Linked DNA regions of Sus scrofa: region 2 is linked to region 1. The links are chromatin contacts, called in public HiChIP or PLAC-seq maps. All regions are on one chromosome and are shown on one strand. Each heading gives the region's core, a stretch centred on a gene start, on an enhancer-like site or on the middle of the called end of the contact. The rest is flanking DNA. Distances are from core to core; before and after follow the strand shown. Region 1 holds the start of CD80 (CD80 molecule). Region 2 overlaps TIMMDC1 (complex I assembly factor TIMMDC1, mitochondrial).

Region 1 (3,000 bases), core at 374-2,873:
GAACCTCTCTAAACTTGTTTTCTCATCCCTAAAGTGAACTGAAATACCCTGAAGGTCCCTTCTCTCTCACAAGGTGACAGACAGGGACATCGTAGAGACTCCACCTCCTTTCTCTAAACCCTGAAGCAGTGGATTCACTCAAGTTCCTGGAAGTCACTTACCTGAACAGAAGTCAAAAAGACCAACCAGCACCAAGAGCTGAAAGAGCTTGGGTAATGGTGTTCCCCACTTCAGTGTGTGGCACATGGCTTCTGCTTGATGAGGATGAAAACAGAAGTAACCAATTTCAAGCCAAATGAGACAGGGCACCTCACAGCTTATACCAGGCAGGGGCAGAAGATGATTCAATTGCCACACACCGAGGGTTCTTCCGTGATGGTTGCAAAAACACACCAGGGAGAGGGAGGATGGTGTATCTGGGTGTCTGAACTCTTGATTATAAAAGATTGTAGATTTATTTTCACAACCTAAAAAGGAAAAAAAAAAAAAAAATAGAAGTCACCTAGAAGGAAGGTTGGCCTACCATGTGTTGTAAAACTTCTTAGTTGCCTGCCTGCAATGAGTCAGGGATCTGAATCTGTGCAACCTCTAAATCAGAGCACAATCTTGGGGCAGGGGGTGCGTGGGAAGCAAAAGTTGGTGGGAATTCTGGGGAAGTGACGCTGCCTTGTTCGTGTTCCAAGAACCACAGCTCTCCCACCGCTGGATGGGATGATGAAGACTGTCAGAAACACGGAGAACTGTAAGGGCCCTAGATATCAGCAAGTCAACCCATGAAAGCTCGGACCCTCTTCAGAACTGAGAAACACAGAGCACCAACGAGGGTGTATTTTTGTCTAAGGCAGTGCTTAAGTCATGAAACTACTTCTTTCTTAATATATTGACATAGAAATACAAGTATCTCTGTTTTCAAATGCTTCTACACAAAGAATATGTCTTAAAGGGGCAGAGGATCTCAATCAACAGAGAAGCTTCGGTAAAAAGGGAAGAGAAAAATACTGAAAACTGCTTATTTATATTACGTACTATAAGGTAAGAAAGCTGTTTGTTTTGTTTTATTTTCGGTAAACAGATGAAACTTCAGAAATAAAAATAAAAGCTGTGCTCCAATGTGATCCTCTCAGATTGCCACCACAGATGGAATGCAATGCTACCCAGAAGATGTTTGCTACTGCTCTTTGGGAACCACCCCAGAGCAAGTTTTCCAGCCACACTGGCTTGTTCTATCAGCCACATGGCATTCTAATCAGGATTAGCTTGAATTCACTGATTCACCAGAATTTTACTGGTTTGGAAAACTCAAAATTCAGCCTACAAAATTAATATTTGCTACCATCTAGAAAATTTTAAATAATGAGTCATAACTCCAATGATGATTGTCTATGAATTTTGGAATAACAAACCCCCGGAAGACCCTTTGGGGGGAAGGTAAGAGTGATAGTATGTTTGTTTAAAAAGCAGTCAAATTGTTGCTAACTTGTTCTACCAAGCTATCCCATATTCAGATAATAGTAAATGTACTTACTTGCTGAAGAATAATTCCTCCTTTTCTCTCGTCTTAAAACTAGAAAGATGAGGCCCCACTTCTGAGATGTTCTTTCCTTGCTGTCTCCAAAATAATGGCAAGTTACTCAGCTTTTCTTTGGGTGATATTTCACAGAGGTGGCATTTCCCCTTCCAACTTCCTTTTACTTGATGAAGAACACTAACGCTCAGAAATAACTTAAACCAGGGGATGAGCAGAGTGCTGTGTGCAATTTGAGGAGTCTCCCTCTGCTGGCCTCTTTTGTCAGTTACCTCAAATCACACAGCAGCCCTCCCTCAGCCCTCCCTCTTAAGGGAAGAGGGTCTGGGGGGCCTAGGAGAGGCGGTAAAAATGTACCCCAGTGGGAGGGCCCGGCCCGTCAACTTTGGTGGCATGGGCTGGCTGTTTCTGTGCTGGTCTGAAGTTTTGTTTTAGCACCCAGAATAACCCCTCCCTAGTTACAGTCATGCCACTGCAGGAGGGGCCCTCCATCTCATGTGTAGTGGGCACTTTGGGGACAGTGCTCAGCTCACAAGGCCACCCTTACCTACACTCTCCCACCACCACCTTCACAGAGTGGACTCCTGGCAGCCCTGTTGGACAGCATACCCCAGTCACCCCACCCCAGTGGAGCAAACCCTCTGGTGGGCACAGTGACAGAACCAAGGGGTGGTATGAGGAATATTTCAGTCTTCCTCCACAATTTCCAGCCAGCCTTCTGCTCCTATGAATTCTGGAGTACTTCATGGGTCAGTGGGCAACACTTGCTGCTCCAGTGGATCTCTCTTGCAATGGTGGAAACCTTGTCTGGGCCTGCATCTTTCAGTTTGCTGCTGGCCCTGGGGCTTCTCTGCTGCCTTAGCATGAGATCCCCTTGGAAATCCTACACTCAAGCAGGTATAACTTGGAAATATGGGGGACTTAAAGCCCATGGAGATACTCTTGACCATGATGGATAACTGTTTTCCCCTTTTGTCACCCAGGTGGAGAGTTGTGAGAGACATTCCATGAGGCTTTGCAGAAGGTCGAGTGGGAATGAATACCACTTGTCTGCAGCAGAGGCCAACGTGGTATGTCACTCTTGTATTGGCTTTCCTTCCTCCACCATTTCAATCCCCCGTCCTACACCCCTAGACTCACGTTCCCAATAATCTAGGCCTTTGCTTCTAGCTTTGCTTTCTGGATAATCTAGGCAAAGATAGGAGGGATACCTCAGAAGGTAGAGACATAATAGTTTCTCATCTAAAATAAATGCAGAAATAGAAAGGTGAGTCAATTTAGAAGAAAAATAGACATGATCTATCAATGGGGTAAACATTGCAAATATGGTATAGAAATGTCTGAAATATTGACCTAAGGCTTTTAGGAAACAAACTTTGCTGGCAAAAAATCACAGTTTAGGCTGCCATCCATCCTAAATTTTTCAGTGCATGGAGATCCCATTATATAAAAAGCTGATAGAGAAGGATGCAAGT
Region 2 (3,000 bases), core at 250-2,749, 38 kb before region 1:
CTGCGCAACAACGGGAACTCTACCTACCTCATTTTTGAAGACATGAAGATTTTCTTCTTTCATGGTGGCAGGAAGTCCATGCAAGATTTGTAAACAGTGATACAAAATACTGTAAACGTAAATTAGCAGAGCTTACATAAAACAGAAGGAAATCCAGGTTTACAAGTAGATAAAAAAAGCAGAGGGCAGCTTCATACAGAATTCTGCACCAAGTGATTTTTTTTTTTCAAGTATAATCCTGAGCTGAAAAACTGGGATTTGGGGGAAAGCCATCTTTGCATATAAAATATCCAAAGGGCATTTATTCACTGACTTTTTCTCTAATGATATTCAACTGCCAGGGACAGTTCTGAACATGTGACTTTGGAGACATTTAGAGTTTGATGTGGTGCCCGGGCCTGGAGCCTGCTGCAGTGCTACCCATGGAGGTGGAGGCTGCTGTATCCTCTACCTCCTCCAGTTCTCCCTGGAGCTCCTTGCTGACTCTAGACTGCAGGACTGCGGGAGTGAGCCACTCCTTTGGGAGGCATCTCTGGAGAAAGGGTATGCAGGAGCTGAAGTAGGCGAGTGGATTGATCCAGCGAGGAATCTCTTTCCCACAAAGAATCACTGATAAAGCCGAAGAAAAATGATTGCATTTTTATGCATCAAATGATAGTCATTGCCTTTGTATTCTTTTCCCAATTCTTCTACAATTTTTTCTATATCATCTTCTAGGAAGTTATTGCTCCCCCAAACAACAGCTTATTTAAATTTAAATGCTTCTCCTAGTTCAGAAGCATGTCCTGGGGGGAATTTCAAATATTCCAGAAAAGGGGAATAAGCAAATTCTCTGCCACATATTTCAATTTCTGAATGAAAAACTCCAATTCCGATGGATGAGGTGTGTTCATTCATCCAGTACGAGTCTACACGTTGAGCACGACTAATTGGTTAGCCCCCATCCTCCCAGCGGCCGCAGCCTCCTCGCCCTCCAGCTCTTCTGTCTCCAACCCCCAAGGGTGCTTCAGGGGGTGGGAGCCAGGTACCAAGCACACAGCCCATCCCACAGCAGCTGGCAGGGGAGCATCCAGAAGCTGGTTGCTCCTGGCACTGTGGACAGAACCCCATATATATTGTATTTCTGAGGAGAGTTAATAACCTTTTATATGTCTGCTTCTTTGCTTGAAAATAACTACGGTATAGAAAAATCAAAGTGAGAATCTAAAAAATTGCCTTAGGAGAAAATAGCACACTGGCTATAGAAGTGTGCAAGAAGAATTGGTAAAATCTGGTTATAAAGAGGTGTGAGAAAGTCAGAGGTGACCCTGACAATCACTTAAAGGAGGACACATACTTGATTTGGAAAAGAACTCATCTGTTACTTGGAAATTATATTTTAACTCCTAGAAAATATACATCTCAGTGTTGTCTTATCTGACTTTTCTGTACTGAGGTTACCAGTGTTATATAACCTTCGTCCCTGTCCTACAAGGTCTGTCAACAGAGTTTAACAGAGTGATGGGGGTTTTACATCCTTCCTGGGTCCAGAGGGCAAGAGGACAGTCTAGTTTCAAAGCTCACATCTTAGCCCAGGGTTTTCAGCAACTGCGTGCCACCCCTGCAAAAATTCTGGCGTATCTTAAGAATCAGAGCTTCTGCTCCAGCAATGTCCGTTTTGGTAATGAGAGAATTCTACTCGGCTTATAAGTGGAACAGGTTAGGAGAGAGAAGAAAGTCATTGTATTTGAAATGCAAGGGTCAGTGTTTGCTCAGGAGTTGTAAGGGAGAGTAAGACACAATACTATCTTTTAAAAAAAGTCTAAGAGGAGTTCCCGTCGTGGCACAGTGGTTAACGAATCTGACTAGGAACCATGAGGTTGCGGGTTCGCTCCCTGCCCTTGCTCAGTGGGTTAACGATCCGGCGTTGCCGTGAGCTGTGGTGTAGGTTGCAGACTCGGCTTGGATACCGCGTTGCTGTGGCTCTGGCTAGGCCAGTGGCTACAGCTTTGATTCGACCCCTAGCCTGGGAACCTCCATATACCGCAGGAGCGGCCCAAAGAAATAGCAAAAAGACCAAAAAAAATAATAATAATAATAAAAAATAAAAAAAGTCTAAGAACCAAAAAAAAGGAACAATATTTGATATATTCTTATTCTTTGATTACAGGAAAGCCAGACTACAATTTACTGAGCTCCTCCCTGAAGAAATTGAAAGCAGTTTACAGAAAAATCAATCCAAGGATGATGCTATGAAAATTGAAACACTGCTGAATCTTCCTAGAAACCCTTCATCAACAAATAAACAAGACTAGGATTGAAAATGCTCTGGACTCACTGGAGAGTTGAAGGGAGCTATGTGTTACCATGTCCATTGAATGGTGGTTGGTTGGGCTGCTGACAAATGTAAGCACTGGCATCTGTAGTGGCAGTGACTTATCTTTTAAAAAAAACAAGCAAGAATTGGGCTATTCTTAGTTTACTCATCCATAAATTTAAACACATACGTGTATCTATATTGATTGATCAATTTAAATTTCTTTTCCCTCAATACTACAACAGTAAATTTAGAATTTCCCTAGAGATTAAAATTGAATTCTACAGATTAAAAATTGACATTTGTAGGTTACTGTAGGGATCACTAGGAAGAGGGGAGAAAAGAACTAGGTAAGGAGTTCCTGTCGTGGCGCAGAGGTTAACGAATCCGACTAGGAACCATGAGGTTGCGGGTTCGGTCCCTGCCCTTGCTCAGTGGGTTAGGGATCCGGCGTTGCCGTGAGCTGTGGTGTAGGTTGCAGACGCGGCTCGGATCCTGCGTTGCTGTGGCTCTGGCGTAGGCTGGCGGCTACAGCTCCGATTCGACCCCTAGCCGGGGAACCTCCATATGCCTCGGGAGCAGCCCAAAGAAATAGCAAAAAGCCAAAAAGCCAAAAAAAAAAAAAAAAAAAGAAAAGAACTAGGTAAGGCAAATGGTCTCTGAAGCCCTGGGTTCCTGGAAACAGTAAGTGCCAGACGTGTAGT

The links. HiChIP or PLAC-seq counts read pairs in DNA pulled down with a chosen protein or histone mark.
Region 2: a contact with region 1 is called in an H3K27ac HiChIP or PLAC-seq map of alveolar macrophages. The contact joins the enhancer-like site here to the promoter of CD80 in region 1. A contact is called at or near these places in 2 of 5 promoter capture datasets (fetal liver and liver), 16 of 47 Hi-C or Micro-C datasets (alveolar macrophages, blood, embryonic fibroblasts and 8 more) and 2 of 2 datasets of contacts at active chromatin or transcription factors (alveolar macrophages and skeletal muscle).

Annotation. Positions count from the first base shown.
Region 1 is chr13:140,692,056-140,695,055 of Sscrofa11.1, reverse strand. CD80 (CD80 molecule) reads right to left here and starts at 1,623. Exons shown (of 7, transcript NM_214087.1): 1 at 1,526-1,623; 2 at 162-467. The coding sequence starts at 246.
Region 2 is chr13:140,730,395-140,733,394 of Sscrofa11.1, reverse strand. It overlaps TIMMDC1 (complex I assembly factor TIMMDC1, mitochondrial), which reads left to right. Exons shown (of 8, transcript XM_021070323.1): 8 at 2,150-3,000. The coding sequence ends at 2,294. It also overlaps a transcript of CD80 not described here and the pseudogene LOC100525430. Among named protein-coding and RNA genes, the nearest start is that of TIMMDC1, 27 kb to the left of the region's middle. Within about 2 kb of position 1,499, at least 10 of the 83 cell types and tissues checked have an H3K27ac peak or open chromatin away from gene starts, as enhancers often do. A contact at or near this core is called in alveolar macrophages and fetal liver, where this site is marked.